Regions from separate parts of the Sus scrofa genome. Here region 1 is linked to region 2. A link is a contact called in public HiChIP or PLAC-seq data. All regions are on one chromosome and are shown on one strand. The core of a region is the stretch at or near the end of the contact, and the rest is flanking DNA. Distances in the headings are between cores, read along the strand shown. Region 1 holds the start of APEX1 (apurinic/apyrimidinic endodeoxyribonuclease 1). Region 2 holds the start of RNASE10 (ribonuclease A family member 10 (inactive)).

Region 1 (5,950 bases), core at 1,755-4,254, 60 kb after region 2:
TGTTTGGGCCGGGCCCTCTATTGGGCCTGTATGAAGGTCAGCCACCCTGTCCAGAACTTCTCCTGAGCCCCACGACGACCCACAGACTGTGCCTGTCCCCTCCCTGGTGGGGACAGTGACACTATAAAGGGAGCAGTGGTAAAAGGCTCCCTGGGCTTCTATCGGGGAGCCAAGCAGCTGCCTTTCTTTTCCCTGGGGAGAGGTAGGAAGGAGCCAGGCCCTCACCTAGGTTTGGAGGAGTAGGTAAGACCACTACTAGCCATCTGCTTCTCTCCAACAGTTGCCGTGTTTAGGGTGAAGTAGGTGAAATATTGTCCCTAAACCTGGGTCCTAAAAGATGGTTCTTAGCCTTGTCCTTCCTATATGCTCCCTGAGAGCCATTCCTGTCCCTTACACATTCCAGGGCAGGGTGGGGGTGGGTAGCCCTGGGGGGGTCTCCCTCCCTTGTGTGCACCATTAGGACCTTGCTGCTGCTATTGCACTTCACCAGGGGCTGGCTCTGGTCTCAGCACCCTCAGTCTCCTCTCCCCCCATTCTGTGTCCTGTGGGGGTGGGGTCAGCCGCTGCTCTGTACAGAACCACAGGAACTGATGTATATAACTATTTAATGTGGGGTATGGTCCCCTGGTCCTGAATTTCCCATAATTCCTCCTTTCAGCCTTACCCCCCAGTTGAAGTATTTAACTGGGCTGGGTAGGGTTGCTCTGTCATGGGAGAGGTTAGGGACTCATCCTGTGCTTGTAAATAAATAAGGTCATGACTGTCTTTTTCCAGTTGTTAAATCTGTGTGTATGAAAACATGAAGGGAATTTGTAGCCCCACAAAGGGGTAGAATACAAAGACAGCAATGCTGAAACTATGGCTTTTTATTTTCACATGGGCATTTCAAAGGAACTCATCAGTAGTTTTTAATATTAAAAAAAAAAAAGACATCCCAACACACACAAAAATCCTTGGGTTTAAAGGAAACCTACATCTGTTACTAGAAGCCTGGTTAAAAGCTGCAGTTGAGAAGGAAAATACAGTGCAGATTTCTCTAGAGAGCAGTTTTTAAGAAGTTTGGGCGTAAGAAGTTTAAAGCTAGTTTGATTGGCTTATATCCCAGGCTCAAACTGATTTGGGGAAAGGTCACAGTGCTAGGTATAGAGTAATGGGACAGTGGTCACTACCCAGAGCCTTGGAACGGATCTTGCTGTCACACAATGCAGGCAACAGAGAGTGAGACAACAAAAAATAATCAAGCCGCCATCCAACATTTTTAGATCGCGCATTCATCATGTAGGTCCAAAAGGTGTAGGCATACGCCGTGTTGGGGTAGAGGTGCCGGAAACTGTCAGCCAGTGGCACAGCCTGCAGCAATTCCCCAAAGCCTTGACGTTCCTGTGGAGTGAAGCCAGCATTCTTTTTGTTTCCCTTTGGGTTGCGAAGGTCAATTTCTTCATGAGCCACATTAAGGTCCCCACAGAGCACAAGGGGCTTGTGGGAGGCCAGACCCTTCAGGAATTTGCGAAAGGCTTCATCCCAGCGCTGGCGGTACTCCAGGCGTACCAGACCTCGGCCTGCATTGGGTACATAGGCTGTCACCAGCACAAATGCATCAAATTCAGCCACAATCACTCGGCCTTCCTGATCATGTTCCTCCTCACCTACAGAGATGATAAAACAATTAGCAAAAAAGGAGCTTAAGAAAAGGCACAGCAGAGAACAAAGGAATGAAGAACTGGGGCTGGAACAGGATACAAGCAATTGGTTTAGAAGAGCTTGGGGTTTAGAAATCAACAAGGTCTCACCAATGCCATAGGAGACTTTGAGTGGGCACTGGCGGGAGAGCAGGCCCACACCACTGTACCCTTCCTTGTCAGAAGGAGCTGACCAGTACTGATGGGGTAGTCCAGACAGCTCTTGAAGTTCAGCTGGCAGTTTGTTCTCTGAACATTTGGTCTCTTGGAGGCACAGGATATCTGGGGCTTCTTCCTTTACCCACTGTGAGCAAAATGAAAGGTATTATCAATTCAGAAGATTTACTAAAGAATCTATGCTAAGTACTAGAGGTACACAGGTAAGACACAGTCTCTGCATAAGGAATTTAAGTCACAATATTTAAACAGTTATTAACTGCATAAGTGGCAGGGAGGCAAGAAAGTGTTACATACAACACTGAAAAGTTTGTTTTCCCTTATAGGCACTGGAGAGCTAGCTGAGGTTTTCTAAGCCTTAGTTATGGAAGAGATGACATTAAACAAGACAATGACAGTAGAACTGTCCTAATGACATTTAAGAAATACAAGTGGTATGACTTGGTGAAAACCTTGTACCTCTCCCATAAGAAAACTACCGACAGAATTAAACCTAAGTGCTGGGGACAGAAATAGGAGAAGGTAATTAAACCCCAAGATCGGTTTCTACCCTTCCCTTCATTCCACTTACATCTAAACCTTTTTTCTTAATCCAAGCTCGAAGCCCATCCACATTCCAGGAGCAGATTTTGAGTGTGGCTGATTTGCCACTGGGTGAGGTTTTCTGATCTGGGGGGTCCTCATACAGGACTGCCCCATCACCTGCTGCCTCTTTTTCGGTTTTCTTTGCTCCCGCCTTACTCTTCTTGGCTTCTGGCTCTATAAAATAAGATAAACGTTGGCGGTATTTTAACTTTGATCCGGAGCTAAATATACAGTTACTGAGAACCTGCAGTTGCCGCGACTTCTTCACAAACTGCAAAAATGAATCAAATGGTCTGTACTTCCCGCTCATCAAGGGAATTACGGAGATCTCCACCGCCGCTTAAACGGAGAGGGGGCCCATTTCACTCTCTTACCAGACTTGGGCTCATCCCCATCTTCTGCCACCGCGGCTTTTTTCCCACGTTTCGGCATCACTGTAATAAACGCCCTTCTGTAGCAGTTCCACGTCGCCCACCGAAGCAGTGTTTCTACCGCGTTGCCTACAGACGCAAAAAAGTCGTGAAACCTGCTAGGGCTGGGGAAAGACTCCTCTCTAGAGCGCCCCCGCACCAGGTCCCGCCCTTCAAACCACGTTATCTCCGAATTCTTTCCCCGCCTCCATGCACTGTCCGCCTTTCGGACCCTCACCCTCAAGACTAGATCATTTCATACTGCCTTGTACCCTCCTCACGATATTGGGCCTCAGGACAATCCAGGGACTTAATTAAAAATCCTGACTCAGGCTTGCCGATCAGACGTCCAGAGAAGCCCCTATGATGGGTAAAAGAAGAGCACCTCTGTAACTGACCTGCTTGAGTCTAGTCAAGCTCCTCCTCACCCCAGCACAAAGAATGGAACACGCTGTGTCCCCACGTGGTAACTGGTGTGGTCACGTGATCTGAGATGCGTGTCTGGAGGCGAAGGAAGGCGGATGATTGGTCTGTTAGTGCCACGTGGCCGAAAGCTCAGCCTTGCCTCAGTTCTCTGTGTCTCCAGGGCACTGAGGGCCCCAGCTCTCCGTTCTCGGGCTGTTTATCGATGTGCCAGATTCTTGACTCCTACTGCCGCCCCGACCGGAGATCCCAAAGCTGTGCAGGAGGGAACAAAATCAGTGGAGAAGGCTGGGTTGGACCATGGGAGAGAGGCAGAGAAGCAGAAAGGAATTTAACGAGCAGATGCCGGCTCAAGGTCCCTGGCAATTAAGAGAACAGGCCCTCGAGGGGACCTTGATGCGAGGGGAGGGCCCGCGCGCTAAACGCGGGACTTGTTTGGTGTCCTGGTGCGCGGTTGGTAGCCGCGAACTCGTTTTCTTCCTTTGAGACCTGGCTTCTGCATTCCAGCGCGGATTGGTGAAGGCTCTACGGCTCCAGTAGTAGCTAGGGGCCCTGCCGGCGTTTCCTCCCAGGCTCGGCCATGCCGGCGGTGTTGGGTTTTGAAGGCAGCGCCAACAAGATTGGCGTGGGAGTGGTGCGGGATGGCACCGTGCTGGCGAACCCTCGGCGCACTTACGTCACGCCTCCGGGTACAGGTACGCTAGTAGGAAACTTGTCATTTGCGGCGAGCTTCTCCGTCACCGTCCATCTTCCTGAACGTTAGTGAAGCAGGGCGTGGAGCGCATTGTCCCCTCAATTTTTGATCCGACTCTGAGATTGTGTGACAGTATTAGCATTACAAGGCTGATGGTTTGAGGAGTCACAGACACTTGGATCTGGATCTTCTGAGTTCGTTCAGCCTTTATTGAGCTCCTTTTATGTGTCAGTTGTAAACTGGCTGCTGAATACAAAAATAGATGTATAATCCTGCTGTGGAGCTGGACATAAAAGCAGAACTTACACTACGGTGTTATAAACAGTATAACGTAGATGCAATCAAAATATTCTAGAATGAGAAATAATGTAAAGATTCCCAGCTTAAGTACCAGAACTGGCTTGCTTTTCAATATTCAGTCTTTGGTTTTGGACTTCTTTTCCTTATTCTTAAAAGGGAATGATAATATGTTTCTTTGTGTACTTGAGAATTAAAACACCAGACACATTACCACTTTTAACTTTTTTTTTTTTTTTTTTTTTTTGGTCTTTTTGCTATTTCTTGGGCCGCTTCCAAGGCATATGGAGGTTCCCAGGCTAGGGGTCGAATCGGAGCTGTAGCCACCGGCCTATGCCAGAGCCACAGCAACGTGGGATCCGAGCCGCGTCTGCAACCTACACCACAGCTCACTGCAACGCCGGATCGTTAACCCACTGAGCAAGGGCAGGGACCAAACCCACAACCTCATGGTTCCTAGTGGGATTCTTAACCACTGAGCCAGGATGGGAACTCCCCATTACCACTTTTAGAAATGTTATTTGTAAGTTATGTTGTGTCTTGCATAACCTCCCCCCAAACACCTGCATACATGGGAGGTTTGCATATACCGGAAAAGTCTCTCTGAAAGTCGGGTGATGTTGTGACAGATTACTCATTTGAAATATATATGTATGTTTTTGTTTGTTTTTTGTTTTTTGGTCTTTTCTAGGGCCGCTTCCTGCAGCATATGGAAGTTCCCAGGCTAGGGGTCCAATTGGAGCTGCATCCACCGGCCTATGCCAGAGCTACAGCAATGCAGGATCCAAGCCACGTCTGCGACCTACACCACAGCTCACAGCAACACCGGATCCTTAACCCACTCAGCAAGGCCAGGGATCAAACCCAAAACCTCATGGTTCCTAGTCAGATTGTTAACCACTGCGCCACGGTGGGAACTCCAAATATATACGTGTGTTTAACACTCACTCTTCTAGACATTTTGGCACCAAGTGTACAAAAATAAAGTAGCTAGTGCTTTGAGATAATTGTGGTTAAACTGGGAAAATTACAAATAATAGTAATGCTGTGATTACTGTGTTACATGTAGTGTGTTAATACAGTGATGTGATCATGCACAGGCTTGTAGGGTCACAAGATCACCAAAACATATGAGGTAGGCATCACTTGAATTGAGTACTAAAGGCTAAGTAGGAGTTGGGTATGAAGGAGGGCATTTCTGAGAGCTGTAAGTCTAGCTGAACAGGCTGGAAAAACTATCTGAAAACATAGAAGACAGGATGCTTGAGGAAAGTGAAAGGGACTCTTCCTACCCTACTAAAATGTCTGTTTTTTTCTTTTTTTTTTTTTTTTTTTTTGCTATTTCTTTGGGGCCGCTCCCACGGCATATGGAGGTTCCCAGGCTAGGGGTCTAATCGGAGCTGTAGCCACTAGCCTACACCAGAGCCACAGCAACACAGGATCCGAGCCACGTCTGCAGTCTACACCACAGCTCACGGCAATGCCGGATCGTTAACACACTGAGCAAGGGCAGGGACCGAACCCGCAACCTCATGGTTCCTAGTCGGATTCGTTAACCACTGCGCCACGACGGGAACTCCAAATGTCTGTTTTTGACTTCTACCTACCTTTCTGTAGAAGGACCCCATGATTTCTGACTTATGTCCATCTTCTAGGATTCCTTCCAGGTGATACTGCCAGGCACC
Region 2 (5,937 bases), core at 1,307-3,806:
GAATACCTAAGGAGGAAAACTGCATGAAAAAGAGCAAGTGGAGAGAAAGACAAAGATGAGAAAGTGAAGAAGAGAAGTTGCTTCATGATCCAGACATTACCTGGACTTTCATGTCATTACAGGATATCAAAATGTGCTTTTCAAGAAGGAAAGTTACATAATTACAGTGAGGAGTGACTTGGCCTGGTTTGGATAACTTGCAGAATGTCAAATCAAAAGGACGGGCGCTTTTGTGACACTTGCCTCCCTTGAGCTCACAGGCAACAGGAGGACTCTTACAGACAGCTTTGATTTCATCTGGTTCCTCATGGATGAATATGTACTGGGATATGCATGTGTGATTGTACGGTTTCATCTTCTTTGCCATCAGGGTATTGCATTCCCTATCCATCAGGTCAGACCTGAGATAGTTTGGGTAGCTCTGGGAGAAAGCCTGAGCTCTGAGCATCTTGTTTCCTCCAACTTCGTCTTCACTAAGGATGGTCTCTTCTGGTTGCATCACTACATTGTCACTAAGCAGCAGGGTTTCCATGGTTCGGGTGCCCGCTCCCTTCTTAGTGGCCTGAGTCTTGTCCTGTGAGTCACTGGACTGAAACTCACTCAGTAGCTGATCACTTTCCTCCAGGACTGCTGCAGCCATCTGAAGTCCCAACCCCAGGCCCACCCCCAGACCCAGCAGCAGCAGCAACATCATGAAGAAGAACTGCACCAGAGTCAGCTTCATTTCGCCTAGAAAGGAGGAGGGAAACAGAAGGACCAACTTTGAGAAACCTGGCTCCAGTAGCGATCCTAGACTCTCCTAAACCCTGACGGCATAGTCTTTGGGGTCTCTTCTCCCTTCTCCACATCGTCCACTCCCCCCAAGGCAGAGATCCTTTCCTATTTCTCCTGTTCCTCCCCATCACGTTCCCTGTTGCTGTGTAATAACATTTGGATGTAGCAGAACTGAAAGATGACCAGTGGAATCAGTTTTGCAACTGACTCACAGATGGGGAATCAGTGGGGAAAGCTGACATCCACTGACTTTTTTTTCACCACACCTGTGGCTTGTGAAAGTTCTCGAGGCAGGGATGGAACCTGAGCCACAGCACAACCCCAGTCACTACAGTGGCAATGCCAGATCCTTAATTCATGCCCCAGGAGAACTGCAAATTTCAATTGACTCTTAAACAGAAATTAGCTCCTTCCAAAAAGGAAAGAGTAAGAAGAAAAGTACAGTGTCATTCTTTCCTTGCGAGAAATTCTTTTAAGATGTCTTATTCTCAGTAAAAGACTAGAATTACCATAGGAGACCATCTTCCTCTTTTTATCTCAAATTTATTTTTGTTCATTCAAGTATGTTTTATTTTCCCTGCTACCCCCCCCCAAAAAAAAGATCAAAAAGAATAGGAAAAGTACTCTAGTCCATTCTCACACCTAAACTGAGGTTGGTGGGGAATAATCAATTTCATCTTGCTAAAACACATCTTGTCATGGCAGATTCATTTCTACTACTACAGCTCTCTTAGCATTTGGGTATTTCTTGCTGATTAATTTTTGTACTCTTAAAGAGAACATGAAAAAAAAAAAAAAAGAATGAAACCAAAAAAAACCAAACAACTGACCCACTGGAGATCCCCTACTAATAAAGATTCTAATGAGACTGAGAGAAAGAGCACAAGTTTTCATTCTGCTCTGGCAGTCTCATGCCCCCATCAAAGAGAGACCTTCCCAGAGGTCCCTTAGGGCTCGGCAGGTGAAGGATCCAATATTGTCACTACTATGGCTTGAGTTCAGTTCCTGGTCTGGGAACTTCTGCATGCTGCCAGCATAGACAAAAAAAAAAAGAGATAGATTTCCCCTACCAGAAAAAATATTGCTATAAAGAACATCTTTGAGACAATTGATACTATTAGAATATTGTCAGTCGAGTAGATAGGAGTATTATATCAGTGTTTGATATATTGAATCTGAAATGTACCCTGATTGTTTAAGGGAATATATTTGTTTTTAGAAAATGAATCCTGAAATATTAAGATGCAGAGGGGCATGATATTGGCAACTTACTCTCCAAGGTTCAAAATAGATATTATATGTATGTGTGTACATGTGTGTTTACAGAGTGAGAAAGAAAAACTGTTTTAATGAGGGAAATAAATTTTTAAAATATTGTGTTTGCTCAGTGGGTTAAGGATCTGGCGTTGCCGTGAGCTGTGGTGTAGGTCGCAGACATGGCTCGGACCTGGCGTTGCTGTGGCTGTGGTGTAGGCCGGCGGCTACAGCTCTGATTAGACCCCTAGCCTAGGAACCTCCATATGCCACGAGTGTGGCCCTAGAAAAGACAAAAAAAAAAAAAAAAAAAAAAATTGTGTCTGGATAAAGGGCATTTAGGAGTTCCTTGTATTGTTGTTATAACTTTTCTTTAAAGTTGAAATATTTCAAAAATTGTTTAATTCTTTAAAAAGAGAGAGAATTCCCCATGTTGTTCTCTGGAGCACCCATCACCACTGTGACTCACCTACATACCTAAGTATCTTCAAAGATGCTCTCGTCCTCCTATTTCCCAAGTTCTTCCCTCCCAGGGTTTCCTTCTCTGGATGCTGGTCTGCAGAAAAATGGATATCCCCTTGTGATCCATGTGCTCTTAAACCCAGACTTACTTCCTACGCCCAACCCCATTACCATGCCCCCGGCCCAGCACTCAATAAATGCACGCAGCCAACTGTCCTTTCTGCTCCCATAAACACTTTGAAGTAAGTCTGTTTGGACATTGAAACAGATCCAGACATCCAAGACAGGAAATGTCTCCAGCCTGGGAAACTGCAGACAGCTTTGTTTTCCAATCAATTGTTCCACGCCTGAGTTACACCCACTATCCTGTGGTTTATAGTAGCCTGAACTTCCTTATAAATTTCAAACCAAGTCATTTCCTCATAGTCTCTGCACAAACTTCCTTTAACCCTTCCCTGTCATTTCTGAAATGTCAAGATCTTTGGCCTTCACAGACTTCGAAAAACTTATGGTTACCAAAAGAAACAGGTTGCGTAGGGGGGAATGGGCGGTGGGTTTGGGATGGAAATGTTGTAAAACTGAGTTGTGATGATGGCTATACAACTATAAATGTAAAATTCATTGAATTCAAAAAAAAAAAAAAAGATCTTTGGCCTGTATTTAGGTCATCCCTTCAAAGTGATTATTTTGATTTTCACATTTTAGAACTGTACCATGATGTCGTTAGAAGATTTAGAGTATCTGAGTCAATGATGAATTTTTACATATCTTTACTGATGAGGCCTATCCCAGCCCTTCACTCTCTATCTTTTCAACTCACAGCCAATAACCACATATCAAGTTTTGGAAAGCCAATAACTGAGCCCTAAATATGAGATTACCCAAAGCAGCACCATCGCTATCATTCCCCATGGGTAAGTAAAACCAGGAGGGTTGTAATGATGAGTCTACTCACTTTAGCTGAAAGTGACATCATGAGGCAACTTTTTTCTTTATTTTAGGGCTGCACCTGCAGCATATGGGAATTCCCAGACTAGGGGCTGAATCAGAGCTGCATCTCTGACCACAGCTTGTGGCAAAGCCAGATCCTTAACCCAATGGGCGAGGCCAGGGATGGAACCCGCATCCTCATGGATACTAGTCATGTTTGTTACCACTGAGCCAGAACAAGAACTCCCTCTATTAGCCTTTCTGAGTTGAGGAGATGGAATTGGGAGTCCAAGGAAGTAAAGGCCACTCAAGTCCACTGTAAAGTAACCAGAGGGGACAGGACTGCACAGAAAGAACTCCAGAGATCCACAGCAGAGAGATATCACTGCATTCCGCAGAGAATGACTAAAATCGAAAAATAGTGATAGGAGTTCCTGTGTGGCTCAGCTGTTAAGGATCTGGCATTGTCACTGCAGTGGCACTGATCACTGCTGTGGTTCAGATTCAGCCTGGGAACTTCTGCATGCTAAAGACACAGCCAAAAAAAAAGTGATAAGATCAAATACTGATAAGGATGCAGTGGAACTGGATCTCTCATACCTTGCTGGTGGGAATGTAAAATGATACAGTCATGCTAGAAAATTTGGCAGATTCTGAAAATACTAGACATACAATTATACAACCCAGCAATCACACTCCTGGTCATTTATCCCAGAGAAACAAAAACATATATCAGAGTTCCCACCATGGCTCAGTGGAAACAAATCTGACTAGTATCCATGAGGTCGAAGGTTCAATCCCTGGCCTTGCTCAGTGGGTTAAGGACCTAGCATTGCTGTGAACTGTGGTATAGGTCGCAGATGCAGCTTGGATCTGGCGTTGTAGGCCGGCAGCTGTAGCTCCGATTTGACCCCTAGTCCGGGAACCTCCATATGCCGTGGGTCTGATCCTAAAAAGACCAAAACAAACAAACAAAAAACCCCATATATCCACACAAAAACTTCTACATGACTATTCACAGCAGTTTTATTCATACCAACCAAAATCTAGAAAACAACTCAATTATCTTTCAATAAGTGAAGGGCTGAACAAACTGTGGTACTTGTACCCCATGGAATACCTATACACCTGACAACCTGGATAGAGCTCAAGGGCACTATTCTGAGTGAAATTATAATAATATCAAATGGTCATGACTGTGTAATTCCATTTACATGACATGGAGAATATAGTATTGTTTGCCAGGGCTTAGGATGGGAGGGATAAGAATACAGGTGTGACTCTAAAGAGGTAGCACAAGGGAGATATTTGTAGTGATTAAATGGTTCTGTATCTTTTTTTCTTTTTGTCTTTTTAGAGCTGCACCTGTGGCATATGGAGGTTCCCAGGCTAGGAGTCGAATGGGAGCTATAGCCACTGGCCTATGCCACAGCCACAGCAATGACAGATCCGAGCCACCTCTGCCACCTACACCACAGCTCACGGCAACGCCGGATCTTTAGCCCACTGAGTGAGGCCAGGTATCAAACCTGCATCCTCATTATCAGCAGTCAGATTGTTTTTGCTGAGCCACAATAGGAACTCCTAGTTCTGTACCTTGACTGCTGTGGTAGTTACATGAATCTACACATGAAATAAAATGACACAAAAGTACACACACATAAACACACAGACATTATACTAATGTTCATTTCCTGGTTTTGATATTATACTATAGACAGGTAAGATGTAATCAATAGAGGAAACCAGGCGAAGGATACACGGGATCTCTGTGTACTATCTTTGAATCAATTACTATTGCAAAATAAAAAAAGTTTTTTCAAGCGTTAATGCTCATTATAAAATGTGTGCATAATACTATAAAGCAACACACACAAGAGTCTCATCAAGACTGTCATTTACATTTTGATGTACATCCTTGCAGTTTCCTCCCACCCCACCTAACCCTGTATTGATGCTAAATGTAACATGTCGATTAAAAGTTGAGGAGTTCTCACTGTGGCATAACGGGATTGGTGATGTCTCTGCAATGCCATGAGGCAAGTTCAATCCCTGGCCTGGCACAGTGGGTTAAAGGATCTAGTGACATAGGTCACAACTGCAGCTCAGATCTGATCCCTAACCCTGAGCTCCATATGTCACAAAAAAGAAAAAAGAAAATTGCAAGTTAAGATGTCAGATGACAATTGAACATAGTAAACATAGGAGTCTAGAGTTCAAAGGAGGCAGAGCTGGAGATGCACATTTGGGAGACATCAGCATAGGCCTGGGTATAAAGTCACAAGACTGGAGGAGACTGAGTCTCAGGAGAAGGTTGGTGTTTTATTTTATTTACTTACTTATTTATTTTGTCTTTTTGTCTTTCTAGGACCGCTCCCACGGCATATGGAGGTTCCCAGGCCAGAGGTCTAATCAGAGCTGTAGCCACTGGCCTATGCCACAGCCACAGCAATGCCAGATCCGAGCCTCATCTGCGACCTATACCACAGCTCACGGTAAGCTCACAGCCGGATCCTT

The links. HiChIP or PLAC-seq counts read pairs in DNA pulled down with a chosen protein or histone mark.
Region 1: an H3K27ac HiChIP or PLAC-seq map of alveolar macrophages shows a contact between it and region 2. The contact joins the promoter of APEX1 here to the promoter of RNASE10 in region 2. A contact is called at or near these places in 1 of 47 Hi-C or Micro-C datasets (blood) and 1 of 2 datasets of contacts at active chromatin or transcription factors (alveolar macrophages).

Annotation. Positions count from the first base shown.
Region 1 is chr7:78,450,997-78,456,946 of Sscrofa11.1, forward strand. APEX1 (apurinic/apyrimidinic endodeoxyribonuclease 1) reads right to left here and starts at 3,005. Exons shown (of 4, transcript NM_001139471.1): 1 at 2,816-3,005; 2 at 2,428-2,615; 3 at 1,791-1,983; 4 at 853-1,646. The coding sequence starts at 2,873. The coding sequence ends at 1,129. OSGEP (probable tRNA N6-adenosine threonylcarbamoyltransferase) reads left to right here and starts at 3,671. Exons shown (of 10, transcript XM_013989066.2): 1 at 3,671-3,969; 2 at 5,921-5,950. The coding sequence starts at 3,855. It overlaps TMEM55B (type 1 phosphatidylinositol 4,5-bisphosphate 4-phosphatase), which reads left to right. Exons shown (of 7, transcript XM_003356721.5): 7 at 1-765. The coding sequence ends at 66.
Region 2 is chr7:78,391,479-78,397,415 of Sscrofa11.1, forward strand. RNASE10 (ribonuclease A family member 10 (inactive)) reads right to left here and starts at 2,557. Exons shown (of 2, transcript NM_001007111.1): 1 at 2,506-2,557; 2 at 1-729. The coding sequence starts at 724. The coding sequence ends at 83.